Linked DNA regions of Mus musculus: regions 2, 3, 4 and 5 are each linked to region 1. Evidence: chromatin contacts called from public HiCAR-type and promoter capture Hi-C data. All regions are on one chromosome and are shown on one strand. Each heading gives the region's core, a stretch centred on a gene start, on an enhancer-like site or on the middle of the called end of the contact. The rest is flanking DNA. Distances are from core to core; before and after follow the strand shown.

Evidence for each region. Promoter capture Hi-C pulls out the DNA fragments that hold promoters and counts their contacts. HiCAR-type assays count read pairs that join an accessible place to other places.
Region 2: a contact with region 1 is called in a promoter capture Hi-C map of liver, with 2.6 times the contacts expected there. The contact joins the promoter of Rnf135 here to the promoter of Sarm1 in region 1. A contact is called at or near these places in 2 of 39 promoter capture datasets (liver and pre-B cells) and 1 of 9 other capture datasets (liver).
Region 3: a promoter capture Hi-C map of pre-B cells shows a contact between it and region 1. The contact joins the promoter of Utp6 here to the promoter of Sarm1 in region 1. A contact is called at or near these places in 5 of 39 promoter capture datasets (the C10 cell line, hippocampal neurons, liver and 2 more).
Region 4: a HiCAR-type map of astrocytes shows a contact between it and region 1, with 4 times the contacts expected there. The contact joins the promoter of Evi2a here to the promoter of Sarm1 in region 1. A contact is called at or near these places in 4 of 39 promoter capture datasets (hippocampal neurons, liver and pre-B cells) and 2 of 115 datasets of contacts at active chromatin or transcription factors (astrocytes and pro-B cells).
Region 5: a contact with region 1 is called in a promoter capture Hi-C map of cranial neural crest. The contact joins the promoter of Ankrd13b here to the promoter of Sarm1 in region 1. A contact is called at or near these places in 2 of 39 promoter capture datasets (cranial neural crest and liver).

What each region holds. Positions count from the first base shown.
Region 1 is chr11:78,496,422-78,499,165 of GRCm38.p6, forward strand. Sarm1 (sterile alpha and HEAT/Armadillo motif containing 1) reads right to left here and starts at 1,333. Exons shown (of 9, transcript NM_172795.3): 1 at 568-1,333. The coding sequence starts at 1,037. Vtn (vitronectin) reads left to right here and starts at 2,699. Exons shown (of 8, transcript NM_011707.2): 1 at 2,699-2,744.
Region 2 is chr11:80,182,454-80,185,197 of GRCm38.p6, forward strand. It overlaps Rnf135 (ring finger protein 135), which reads left to right and starts at 1,416. Exons shown (of 5, transcript NM_028019.4): 1 at 1,416-1,802. The coding sequence starts at 1,464.
Region 3 is chr11:79,960,976-79,963,719 of GRCm38.p6, forward strand. Utp6 (UTP6 small subunit processome component) reads right to left here and starts at 1,412. Exons shown (of 19, transcript NM_144826.3): 1 at 1,243-1,412. The coding sequence starts at 1,334.
Region 4 is chr11:79,529,230-79,531,973 of GRCm38.p6, forward strand. It overlaps Evi2a (ecotropic viral integration site 2a), which reads right to left and starts at 1,380. Exons shown (of 2, transcript NM_010161.3): 1 at 1,140-1,380. All of the region lies in intron 36 of Nf1 (neurofibromin 1), which reads left to right. It overlaps Evi2 (ecotropic viral integration site 2), which reads right to left and starts at 1,380. Exons shown (of 4, transcript NM_146023.4): 1 at 1,140-1,380.
Region 5 is chr11:77,488,698-77,491,441 of GRCm38.p6, forward strand. Ankrd13b (ankyrin repeat domain 13b) reads right to left here and starts at 1,345. Exons shown (of 15, transcript NM_001373882.1): 1 at 742-1,345. The coding sequence starts at 855.

The DNA of each region.
Region 1 (2,744 bases), core at 83-2,582:
AACCCAAATCATTCTGTTTGTGCATTTTTTGGACAGTTGTGTAATTTCCACATATCAAAGGTGATCAAAAATGCCAGAGAAAACACGTCGTGACACTTGTGAGGGCTGCGTGCTGAAAGCGACTCTTCTAAAAATTCTGAGCTGAGAGCCTGAGATTTTGGTGAAAATTAGTGTGACAGCCTGTTTTGCTCTGGCACCAGAAGACCGGGAAAGTGGGCCCTTCAAAGGCTTCATAATAGTTCAAAAGGAGGTCTCAGGAGGTAGGCAAAGGAGAAGCAGTCAAGCAGTTTCCCATAGGAAGGAAAGATACCTCAGTTTTCTCTGCCCCTACTATTTCGTCCTAGCAAAAACAAAAACAAAACAAAACAAAACAAAAACCAAAAAACTTTCTGTTCCTGATCAGACGCTGCAGAATAAGGTCATGGCTGCCCTGGTGAGAAGGTAACACAGAAAGACACCCAGATGCACGGGAGAATTATGGGCTTAGGGCAAAATCAGCAATGGGATACCGTCTCCAACCACCTTCACTGCCCTGGCAACCCCACACCTCACCCCACTCTCCCTCACCGGTTCTCAGCCACCAGGATCTGCTCCAGCAAGCGCGCGGCCTGCACACGGGTCTCTAGCTCCGGTGCCTGAAGCAGCCGCAACAGCAAGTCGAGGCCACCGTCCAGACGTATAGCATCGCATAGACCTTGGGCCACCTCGCGGCCCACGGCCGGCAGCAGCCAGGCTTCCTCTACCAGCTGGAAGACCTCGGCGAGACCCGCGCCCACAGCCCGCGCCGCGCTTGCCTGTTTCAGCTCGGACAGCGCCTGCTGCAGCTCAGGCAGCGAACGCTCCAGGGCGCCTTGCACCTCAGTGCCCACTCCGGGCGACACTTCGCGAGACCCGCGACCGCCCGCAGCCCACCATGGGCTGGCGCCACCACTCCGATCCGGTCCGGGCACTGTCAGCCGATCGGCGCCCGGCCGTGGGCCTGACATGGTGAAGAAGCGGCACAGTTTGTAGGCGGAGAAGAGCAGCGTCAGGACCATGGGCGCTGGGCAGCAGGGGACATGCCAGGCCTAGAGGGGCGGGGCCTGGCAGAGAGACCCCGGCCTTGGGAGGAGAAAGAAAAAAAAAAAAAAAAAAAAAAGCAAACAGGATCCGGTAAAGGTGCTGGGCTACAAGTGTAGAAGCAGAAGGAGGAGGGCAGCTCCGGGACTCAGCGACTTAGGAAGGGCATGAAGGGAGAGAGAAGCATGGACCAGACGCGGGAGGGTAGAGACGCCGGTGCCCGGAACAAAGCGCTGCTCCAATCTAAGCACAGCGGAGCTAAGATGCTCAACAGCAACCACGCCTCTGAGCAGCAGAGTCAAGGATTTGACGCCCCGCCTCTAGGTTTCACGGGCTCCGCCCCCGACGCAGGCGCAAGCCCTACCCCAGGTCTCCAGCCACGCCCACACCTGGCTCCGCCTCCTCTCCCCAGTCTCCCCTTGGTGGTGTGCAAGATGCTGTAGAAAGGGCTGTAAAGAGCTGTCTTCCATTTCCTACCGCTCGCTCGGCTCCCCAAAATGTGGAAGCAAGCTGGCTACATGTATCCACGTCCCCTCCGGATGGTTAAAGAATCGCAGTTGAGATTCTTAAAGCCCTTTAATGCCGGTTTCCACTTAGGCTTCACGCGTCTGTAGGGAGTAAAATTTAGTGTTTCATTTTGCCGCTGAGACTACTGCGGTCCATAGAGAAGAGACACCAAAGGCACGCTCGCCTGTGATTACAGAACAGAAAACGGAGGGGCTTCAGAAGTGTGCCAGTGCTTGGAATTTGGCCCAAAACCTGGCACTCTACCCCAGTGAGCACTTTCTTTATAGAGAAATCCCACTTAGTATGTGAGTCTAGAAAGTATGCCCAATGAGTCCATTTTTTTTTTAAAATAAATGAGGTCATTGAAGGTGTGGCCAGGGTGGTCCCCCGAGGATCAATGGATTAGTGAAAGCCTCAGGAATGGGCTCTGGGACTGGAAAGATGGCTCAGCCTTTAAGAGTACTTGTTCTTACAGAGGACCTGGGTTTGATTCTCAGCATCCACACGGCAGCTCATAACTGTTCAAAACTCCAGTTCCAGGGTATTCAAAGCCCTCTTCTGACCTCCATAGACACAAGACATGCATGTGGTGCACAGATGCACATGTGAGCAGACACTTATACACAAAACATAAAATAAATAAATCTAAAAAAAATAAAGAAAGAAGAATAGACTCTGACCCACTACTTCCTATGCTGTAACACCCAGCTTAGAGAGAACAAGGAGAGGCCAGAAATGAAGCTTTGTTCTTTTATGAGAAGAAAAGAAAACCTCCCCCAAAGTGCTTGCCAGCTCTCCCCCAACCCCCCTTCTTGCCCCAAAAATCCAGATTCGAAGCGGGGGGTAGGATGGGACAAGCACCTAGCCTGATCAAACAGTAAATCGATAACGGCTTATGGGAATGAGTTGGAAGCTACTCCAGGCACGAAACGTTTTGTCTGTTCTAGCTCACGGAATCTCTCAACACCTGATGAGGCAAGGCACCATGGTCCCACTTTATAAAAAGTAAGGCTCAGGGAGATTAACGGGACTGGCTCAGAGGGTGACAACACATGCTTTCTTTCCACCTCCCCAGCTAAGCTAAGCGTGTTATCCCTCCTGCCCGTGACCCTACTGACTTTGGTCTTGGCGAGGGTTTTCTGTTTCCCAGCTCTCCTGGGGCTGGGGTTCTGGGAATG
Region 2 (2,744 bases), core at 166-2,665, 1.7 Mb after region 1:
AGAAGCTGCAATACAAATTCTGGATGTGTCTCTCCAGAGTGCAGCTCCCTGGGGAGGTGGATCCTCTCTAGCTTCTAAAGTTCTTTGGACCTGACTGCTGAGGTACCTGCTAGAGCAGTGATTCTCAATGAGTGGGTCATAACACCTTTGGCAAACTCCTATATTCACATGACTATTCATAACAGTTGCAAAATTACAGTTGTGAAGTAGCAAGAAAATTATTTTTTAAAGATTTGTTCATTTATTTTATGTATATGAGTACACTGTAGCTGTCTTCAGACATACCAGATCCCATTACAGATGGTTGTGAGCCACCATGTGGTTGCTGAGTACTGAATTCAGGACCTCTGGAAGAGTAGTTGGTTATTTTTTTTTTAAAGATTTATTTATTTATTATATGTAAGTAAACTGCAGCTATCTTCAGACACACCAGAAGAAGGCATCAGATCCCATTATGGATGGTTGTGAGCCACCCTGTGGTTGCTGGGCATTGAACTCGGGACTTTGGAAGAGCAATCAGTGCTCTTAACTGCTGAGCCATCTCTCCAGCCCTGATTTACTTATTTTTTTTTCTTTTTCCATTTTTTTTTTTTTTTGGTTTTGTTTTGTTTTGTTTTTCGAGACAGGGTTTCTCTGTATAGCCCTGGCTGTCCTGGAACTCACTTTGTAGACCAGGCTGGCCTCGAACTCAGAAATCCGCCTGCCTTAAAGGCGTGCTCCACCACGCCTGGCTTCCAATTTTTTGTTAGGTATTTTCTTCATTTACATTTCAAATGCTATCCCGAAAGTCTCCTATACCCTCCCCCCAGATTTACTTATTTTTAAGAAGAGCAAATAAAGACTGAGGCTGTCTTTTTTTTTTTTTTTTTTTTTTTTAATTAATTATATGTAAGTACACTGTAGCTGTCTTCAGACACACCTGAAGAGGGCATCAGATCTCATTACGGGTGGTTGTGAGCCACCATGTGGTTGCTGGGATTTGAACTTCAGACCTTCGGAAGAGCAGTTGGGTGCTCTTACCCACTGAACCATCTCACCAGCCCCTGAGGCTGTCTTTTAATGTCATTTAATGCATATGAGTACACTGTAGCTGTCTTCGGACACACCAGAAGAGGGCATTAGATCCCATTTTTGTTGCTACTTCATAACTGTAATTTTGATACTCTTATGATTCTAAAATGAGTTCCTGAAGCGGACCTTCTTCATAGCTTAAGTTGTTGGGGTTGCGTGTTTGTGGCTAGGCGAGCAGGACCCAACTACTAGAGAGAGATGATTTTTCCAGGCCAAAATCCAGGCAGGTAGCCAGCAATGTCCGGCGCTTTTAGAGGCTGGGGAGAATTAGCAGCTGGGCGGGTCGAGCTGATGGGAGGGGCGGGGCGAGCTGATGGACAAGGCGAAGTGTTGCCGGGGAAGTTAGTAGGACAAGGCGGAACCTAAGGGTGCTTCCTGGCTGTCGCCTAATTATGGCGGCCGTTTGTTCTGGCAATGCAGTCCCCGTGTGGCTGAGCGAGGACGACCTGAGCTGCATTATCTGCCAAGGGCTACTAGACCAGCCCACCACGCTGCCCTGTGGCCACAGCTTCTGTCTCCGGTGCCTCCATGACCTGTGGGTCTCGAAGCGTGGGGCCGTGGATGGCTGCCCTTGGGCTTGCCCCATATGTCGGAAGGGTCCCTTGACAAAGCCCAAGCTGCACAAGAACCCGCTGCTGCAAGACCTGGTGGACAAGTACCTCCAAGCGGCGCGGGAGGTCGAGGCTGGCTCGGAGCCTGAACCCGCCCCCGCGCCGCGTTCTGCGCCCCAGGTAGGAAGCCTGCACCGGACTTCCAGATCTCTTTTTCTGCCACAAAATTTGCTCAGTCTAATCTGTTTTCTGGAGAACCTTAAAAAGTTTATAGCTGTATAAAGAAATACAAAAGCCCAATGTGGTGGCCCCATGCCTGCAATTCCCCGTTTTGGAGTGGCTTGCCCCACAGGGCCAGAGTTACATAGTAAGATCCCATCACAAACAGTTAAAAATCCAAGTCCCATCCACCCGAGGTGTGGTGCACACTTGTATAGTTTTAGTTTTTCCCAGCCTTCTGTGATGTCTGGAGATTCTTAGTGTGGTAGAATGTATGTGCCACAAAAATTGCCATTTTCCCCCTTAACTCAATTGGCCTATTTGTATATTTATTGAGACAGGGTCTAACTAGACTAGACTAGGATGGCATTGAACCTGGGGTGACTCCCTCGGCTTTCCAAGTCTGGGATTACAGGTGTGGGCCACTTGAACTCAAAACTTTGCCTGCTTCTGCTTTTCAAGAGCTGGGATCAAACACAGGTGCCACGACTGGCCATCTGAACAATTTTTTAGTGTACAGTTCGATGGCATCTCTCTTATTTCCAATACTGTGCTTCTGTCACCGCTGTTGCCAAGGTAATTTCATCAACTTAAAAAAGACCTCTGTACCCACTCACTAAGCAATAACACCTGATTCCTGTCCCTCCAGCCTCTCTGTATCTCATCTCTCATAAGCTTTATGTCTGAGTTTACCTGTTATATTAGGTCAGAAAGCGACGCACTGAGACCACCACTCCCATTCAAAGGCAAGAGTGTTTTTTGTTTGAAGAAAGCAAGAACCCTGCATGCAGGGGCCAGCCACTTATAAAAATGGTGACCCCAGACAAAGGGGCACAAGGCATCCATGGGAAACTAGAGGAATTTTATCAAACATTAGGTAATCTAAAACTTCATTAGTGGGTG
Region 3 (2,744 bases), core at 162-2,661, 1.5 Mb after region 1:
CACTTACTCTATGCTGTTACACACTTACTCTATGCTGTTAAGAACATCCACATACAGTTTTAAACTTTCAGGAAAATCACCTCAGTTGCCAAGATCATTACTGTTCCCACCAGCAAAGTAAATAATGCCTAATGCTTTTTATTATTTATACATACTAACAAAGATTTCTCCTCCAAATTTAGGCTACTTAGGGGCTTGTCTTGGGGTGTGTGTGTGTGTGTGTGTGTGTGTATGTATACATTCTCTAGAATCAAACTCAAGGCGTTGGCATGCTAAGCAAGCACTCTGCAATGCTCTTAGCTTCAATGCTTAGGTTTTTGTTAACCAAATCTCTATCCTAAAATCTTGGGTCTATTTTCAGCATGTAAATTCTTAAAACCTAAATTGTCTCTAACTAAATATTACGACAAAGGAGTGAGCATACATGTGTTCTAAGAAAAACAGAATACTCAAGACAATATTTAAGAATGGTAACACATTTAGCACCGCGCCCCCCTTGTTTTTCCAGACAGGTAGCACTCACAGGGATCCGCCCACCTCTGCCTCCCAAGTCCTGGGATTGAAGGCCGGTGCCCTGACTCCGGGCAACATTTAGCACTTTCTAAGCGTCCTCGCGGTGTTTCCTAACGTTTTTCTTTGCGGATCCTACACTCACACTACTACTGCACTTTTATCTAGAGTCATAGAAAAGTAAACTGTTACAGAAAATCACTAAAAGTAACTGATTTTACCAAATTACCAAATGCCAACTATATTCCGTGCCCTGTGGCAGAGCGCTAAAGAAGCATAGGAAATGAATTGAATGGTCTTCAGTCTATAAGTTTAGTTAGGGAGACCTACCCACTCCCCCTGGGCTTCCGTGGCGCTGTACTCGACTATCTAAAGCTGTATACCCCAAACTTTTAAACTATAACCATTTTCTAATCGGAATTCTCCCGCCATTCACACTGCCCAGTATCCTTGACGGGCTAGGATCCTGGCTGGATCACCTTTACGGCCGCAAGACCCTGACCATTGGATGACGGTCAGTAGGAAGGGTAAACGGACTGATTATGGATCGCATTGCAATACGTTAAAGTTGAATTCTGACCGTGGTCAAATTCCAGCCACGGACTTTTCCCTCTGCTAGCATGGTAGCTACAAACAAACTCAGAAAAGTCAGCACGCCGGTCCCCGCCACACACTGGCCTCAAGCTCCCCTCCGGCCTCCCCGCTCCTTCCTCTTCCCTGATCCTCTCTCACTTAATCTCCGCGTGACTGAAGAGTCCGATGCGCTCCAGCTGTTCCAACTCCGGGATTCGATCTTCTATACGTTCCTGAATTATCTCCGCCATGAGGCTGGAACTTCACAAGCAGCCGGGCGGCCGATAAGCGTAGAGAACAGCCACCTTTCAGCCTCACTCTTAGTGATTGACTGAACGTGCTTCGTAAGTCCCGCCTTTTCCGCTTCCGCCATTGGGGAGCCCCTCTTTTCTAGCGAAGCCGCTGTCGCCTCCCTGTGGTTGACTATAGGATTGCAGCAAGAACCTTTTCCGGTCTGGGAATGCATCTTTTGCGGGGGCGGGGCTGGGGGCGGGGCTAAATCCTCGCGCCTCGGAGACCGGAAAAAGCTCCTCCCGGAATACCTGATAGGAGCTTTAAGTACGCTACCTGGAAGTCATTTGTTTTTATCATGCTCCTGTCGCAGGTTCTCGCTTCTCGTCACCGAGAACACTGAAAACTAAAAAATGTAACTGAAGACGATATTGTTAATTATGCAAATTCGATGAGGCTCTAAGGCTGCGGACCAGCTGCCCTGGTCTTAGTCGGCTGGCTTCACGAAACCAGTATGGTAACCGTGCATTTTCACGTCCCAATGAAAGCCTCTGAATGGTTGGTTCTTTTTAAAATGGTGAGAAAAAATGTATTATTTAAATAATTAGGGCCATCGTGCTACCTAGCCTGGCAACCTAAATTCGGTAGAAGGAGAGCACTGACTCCTGCAAATTATCCTCTGATCTCAACACGCGTTCTATGGCGCGTGTGCCCGCCCACGTGAATACACACACGGTTTTTAAATTAAAAATAAATATCTTGACCTATGTAGACAAAATACTTCAAAATTTTAGGCACTGGATAAATAGCAGAAACTGTCATTTGTTTTAGAAAACAATGAAAAGTTTGAAAGTTGGTGAAATAGATCAATATTTACACAGATCTTCCTTACAACATTGTCCAAGCAAATTAGTGTTTCTAAGAGATCCACCTTGGAAGCAACATTGCTGTATAATTACTACCACCTTAAAAAAAAAATCTGTGGTTCCCTTCTCTGTTAAGTTCTGGAAGATGATAAAAAGCCAAAGCAGGGCTTCTTGCTAGACCTGTTATTAGAACACTCACGTCGTTACCCCGGTCTTCTACGTGATTTATGAGAGGGAACTAGACTTCATAGTCACCCAGAGCCACCCAGCTCCTTGCTTTCCTTCCCTTTCTGTTTCACATCTTGTCCCACTGGCCTCAGAACTGACACAAAGGTCAATGTGAGCTTCATCACTTCCCAGCCCTTTCAGATCTAAGATCTGAGACATGGAAGGAAATCATGTATGTAAATTAAAGATGCAGTTTCCTTGTAATAGTAACGCAGGACTTGTTGTTATTAGTCAGAATGGGGATGACTGTGAACAGCAAGTCCAGTGTGGGCAGGAAGCTTGTAATAATAAAAAAAAAAATCAACAAATAAATGCGCAAGTGTAAGGCATTTATAA
Region 4 (2,744 bases), core at 130-2,629, 1.0 Mb after region 1:
AGTTTTTTTTTTCAGGTCTAGGTTAGGGCCTAAGATTCTGTCTCTAAACTACTCCTAAGTAGTACAGATACCACCCTGCTGGTCACACTTGAGCCAGGGAGGTTTACTATGGTATAATCTCTGGCATTCGACAATATCGAAATGCTAATAAAGCACAGAAGTTGAGATTAACAGTTGAGATATGCTAAGTTGCACAGACAAAAATAGCATATAGTAAATGATGCTAGTTAGAAACTACAGTTTGATTCATATCTTATACGCAGAGTGGAGAGGGGAGCCCCCAGTGCTCTGGGGTCCGATCACTATTGAGATTATGACTGTTGGTAGATGCTTAAAGATCAACTGCACTGGCTTTTGTGCGATAGTATTCCGCTTCATCTTCAAGTTGGATGGTAGGATTCTCACGATACTTTATACGTCAGTCACATACCAAAAAAAAAAGCACTTTAAATTGATTTAGTAAGAAGTGTCCGTCCTTTCCTACCAGAGTAGACTTATGCAGTCAGTGTTAAATGACTTAATGTAGGTGATTTTAATCACATTAGTTCATTCACAGTGCTGTATACATCACAGTGTTGTACACGCTAGCCGTGTACCACAGGACAACATAATAGATCTGCTGTTGGTTGTCTTCAGCCAGATGTGCTGTCATGCCCTAGTAAACAAGCTGTTGGCACCATCAGACTCTCTCTTTGCTCACAATTGCCTGAGAACAGAAACTGTTCCTACATCTCTATTTTATGCCCCAGAGGCCAAGTTGGCTTAGCAAAGTTTTGATTTTCTGGTTTTGGTTTTGTCTCATTATTTTTAGTCAGATAGGTCATTCCTCAGCTGCAGTAATGAGAATGTATTTCCTTAATTTAAAAACAAAACAACAACAACAACTCAAAGCTTTTCAACTCATTTGAGTACAAACTCAAGACCTTCCTCATCCTGATTTAAATTCCATATTAATAATTATAAATTTTTCCTAGATCTAATTGATTATGCTGTTTACTTAATTTTTCATAGTGGAATAGAAAACACATAGCGATTCTACATTGTTAGATATATGTATATACCTTTGAAAAAGCCCTTCCTCTCTACTAACCTGAACAGTTATAAGTGGGAGGAGTAAGAGAGCCGCATGTGCTACCTACCTTCAGAGCTCGCCCAGCCGTCACTTCGTAAGCCACCTCAGTTCTGCTCTTCTTATTTTAAGTAGAATACTTTGGAGACTGTGAAACTTAAATCTGCAGGGTTTTTTAAAGAGGATATGTACAGCTAGCTTTCCACTCTTAAAACCAAACCACAGATGACACATTTCCTTTCCGCTGCAACTCAACTACATGTCACGGGGAAAGCAAAGACTGACTTGTCCAGCTGGCAATGGGATGACAAGAGGCTTTGTAGCGCCAGTCTCCACCCCCTGAATGGGGAGGGCTTTCCTCTTTCCTTCCCCTTCCCCCTTTTCTCTCCCACCTATGGCTTATTGTTTATGCCTACTATCTGCTTTTGAAATTAGTATTATTCAATGGAAATTACATGATGGCATCTTTAGTGTGGCATTAAAATCACTTTTCTAATTTTATATCACAGACTGATTTGAAAACATAAATGTGGGGTCCTTGGAGGTGTTTGTCAGCTAGGAGGATCACCGAGTCCGTGGAGGTGTTTGTCAGCTAGGAAGATCACACACATCACTGCCGTTTCAAGCTGCGAACTGCAGCAGTGATCTGAGCAGAATTTGGGCCAGAGAATGCTTGTAGGGTGTGGTGTGTGCAGTTGTGTCATTGCCTCAGATTAGACACGTCTGTTCGTCCGGGATGGATTACACGGTTTTGTGTGAAATCAGATAGACTCCTCTGATGATCTCCTTGGTTCTGCTGATCGTACCGAAGCCTGGGTCACAGCAGATCCCCTCTGATCCTGTCTCACTACGATCCTCCCTTCAGGTTTTCTGAGGTGCTTGTTTCCTCACTAGCCCCACACATGTCACGCATCTCTAACGCTGTCTTTGATCATCTCCTCCCTTTTTCTGAATGAGCACCACACTAATCTCCAGGGATCATTAGACACTTTCTCATCTCCTTAAAAAGATGACCACTTTTAATTTATATAATTTAAATTTTTATTTATTTTTATGGTGTCACTGGGACTGATCGCAGTTATCTACGCCTACCTTTATGTAGGTTTTGATGTCACCAGGTTTGCATGACCAGCACCTGCTGAGCCAAGTCTTTCACACCTCCCCTCCTTTTTATTTTGAGTCAAGTTTATTAAGTTGCCCATGGTAGCTTTGAATATTTTTGGGTTTTGCTGGTTTTCCTTTTTTTTTTAAATCTCCTCTCACAGTCCATCCCAACCACAGCTTCCCCTCCCTCCTCTCCTCAGTCTGCCCCGTACCTCCTCTTTCCCAGATCCACTGCTCCTCCATTTTCCTTCAATAAAGAGCAGCCTGAAACAGCTTCTTGTGGAGTTGAAACTGGCCTAGAACTCAATATGGAGCTGAGGACGACCTTGCCTTTATGGTCATCTTGCCTTGCTCCCATGTGCTGGGATCACAGGCTTTTATCACCACATCCATCTGAGCGCTAGGAATTGCACCTAAGCTTTCATACATCCACTAGGCAAGTACTCGGTCAACTGACCAATGCCACAGCCTCCTTGATTCTTACTAAAAGTCAAAAAAGTTGCCTATATTTTCAAAAGTGATTCCAAAATATTTGCAAAATTGAGAATATTGTTTTAAAGCAGCAAAGTGT
Region 5 (2,744 bases), core at 95-2,594, 1.0 Mb before region 1:
GCTGTCTGACCCACAGGTTTCTCTGATTGGCAGAAAGCAGGGAACCCCTGTTCTGTGCAGGACCTCAAGTCCTTCCTATGGCCCCCTGGCTTCCTCCACGGTGAGAAGGTAGGCCCTAGCACCAAGAGGCAGGAGAGCGCCTTTCAGCACCTGGACAAGGCCCTCCGGAGCATCCCAATAGGGTCTTTCTCACTCCTGGCTCCGAAGCCAGGGCTGGCATCTGAAGCACCCATAGGCTCTGTCCACTCTAAACAAACAGAGACCTGGTTCACCAGGAAGTGAGAGGGCACTGGGTGGGGCTGGAATGCCCGAGGGTGCAACACAGCTTGTTCCCCGATCTTATGTGGGCCCCCTCCCCACGCAGGCCTTTCCCGTCCCTGCACATTCACGCGGGATGTCATGTCGCGTCTAGATCGAGTGGGGTGGACTCTCCCACCACATGGAGCCCAGACAGAACCGACAACCCCTCCCTAGAATCCCTTCAAGCCCCAACGGAGAAGAACACAGGGTCCTTCCACACCAGTCTCGGAGAGCCCGGAACACGTGTGGGCCACCGGTCCTGGAACCAGAGAAGCAGGCGGGGGCTGCTGCCATCACCCACTTCAGGTCAACGAGCACAAAAGCCGCAGCTGCAAACAAAGAAGCGCTGCAAACTAGCCGGGGAGGCGGGACAGGCGGCGCCGCGCCCCCTCCCCACGCCGCGCGGGCGTGCGGGGCCATGGTCCCCGACGGCGCTCCTACCTGGCCGGCGCGGACCTCCTTCTCCAGCTCCCGGTGGCGGTTGTGCCACACGAGGTAGTGCAGCGGGTACTTGCCCTCGGGCCCCTTCCTGGCGGAGGCGTTGGCGGGGATCATCGCCCGCTCCTCATGCCGGGGCCGCGGCGCCCGGCCCGCGGGGAGGGACGGCGCGGGAGCCCGGGCCCGGGGCCGCGGGGCGGACGGCCGGAGCTGTCTGCTCGCGGGGCTGCGGCTCGGGCATGTGCGAGCGGCGGCGGCGGCGGCGGGCGGGGGCGGCGCGCCCGGCGTGGTGCGGGCGGCGGGCGTCCTCGGGAGGCGGCGGCGGGAGGCGCGGAGCAGCCCCCACCCGCCCTGGGAGGGAGCGGGCACTCGGCGGCACGCGGCCTCGCGCCTCCCCTCCCACACCCCCGCACACAAAGACGCCTCTCGGCGGAGGGAGCAGGGACCCGCAGCTGGAGCGGGGGCGCTCGGGGCGCCGGCCCCGGGGTCGCCGCCGCCGCCGCCGCCGCAGGGACGCGCGCCCGCACCCTCCGGCTCCCCTAAGCCGCATAGCCCGGCCCTCAGCCCGAGCGGACGGTGAGGGACAAGCGAATGCGGGGAAGAGAGGAGGGGACCCGGGTGCGCCGTGCTGGGTTAGTTACAGCTTGGCCCCGCAGCATCATGGGGCTTGTAGTCCGCCTGGTAGAACCGTGCGTTTCGGATGACCAGAGATGGTCTGGAACTGATTTCCTGGAAGGGTGGACAGAGAGTCAAACCCGGCCGAAGCGGAGGCCTTACTTGGATGCCAAGTGGGTTGGGGGCGCCTCCACCCTTTGGCATTTTGCCTTTTGCAAGGAAATGGGGGAGGCTTTTAGGGCTGACCTGAAGCGTTGGGTCGGGGGTCTATGGCCTGCAGAAGTGAGCTTGGGTCCCAGGGAGGGTAAAGAGGCATCTAGATTCATAGTGACTAAAGAGTGACCCTAAGAGAGATGCAGGGCATCAGTACCAAGGGTCACTGAAGCAGCCAGGGGTCTGAGAATCGAAATATTTCTCAAATCTTTGCTCTCTCAGAAAATTAAACCCCAGCTTCCACACATCACGTTGGAAAAGAGAATGTCTAATGAGGCGAAGAAGACAGTCTTTCCCCTACATGGCTCAGCAAGAACCAGGATGAGGTTGAGCAAAGACAGCAGCAGGTGGCATTTCCCCACCTCCATCCCATGTGGGTCCCTGCCTAAGGAAAATGACTGAGTCCAGATTGCCTGCTTCCTGAAAGAGCAGAGAGACAAGCGCTTCCACAAGGAGCCCTTGCAGAGAGTGTGGTCAAAGTCAAATTGGCCTCTGTGGCGGCCACCTGCAAATGGTAAAAGGACCAAGATGCCTTGGGAGAGAAAATGTCAAGAGAGTTGTATTTAAATACCGTAACAATTGCTTGATCTTAAACAAATTGCTTATCCTTCAGAGTTTCTCGGCCCACTCACCTCTAAACTGGGATCAGATACTACCTCATGGGATGAGCTAAGGGTATGAACTGCCTGAAAACGGCCCCTCTCTCCTTCAACCAGCCTGAGACAGGTGGTAGGAGCGAACATGTTGCCTTCCTCGAGCCCACCTCAAGGCAGAAATAAGGAATTCCTGGCCAACCCGATTTAGAACAACAATCTAGAGAGTGTTTGTGTGGGAAGCGACAGCAAAAGCTTGCAAACTCCTTGCGCCCTTCTTGGGTTTCTTTGTGTGTTCTTCTCTCCTGCTTCCTGCACACCCAGTGGTGCCAGGCCCGGGAGGACTGAGTAGACTGCCTCGCCCCTTTCTGCAGCCTGGGAGGAGCCGGTAGGCGTCTCTGCAGCCCAGAGCCGCAGCCCACCTCCACCGCCAGGGGTCAGCAGAGTGTCGTGATTGCAGCCCGAGTTGAGGAGGGGGCTAGAGAAAGGAGGGGCAACTAGGAGAGGCCGCGAGAATGCCTGTACAATTCCTCATTAAATCGTTTTCAAAACCTTGTGTATGATTCCATTTGAGCTGTTCAGTTC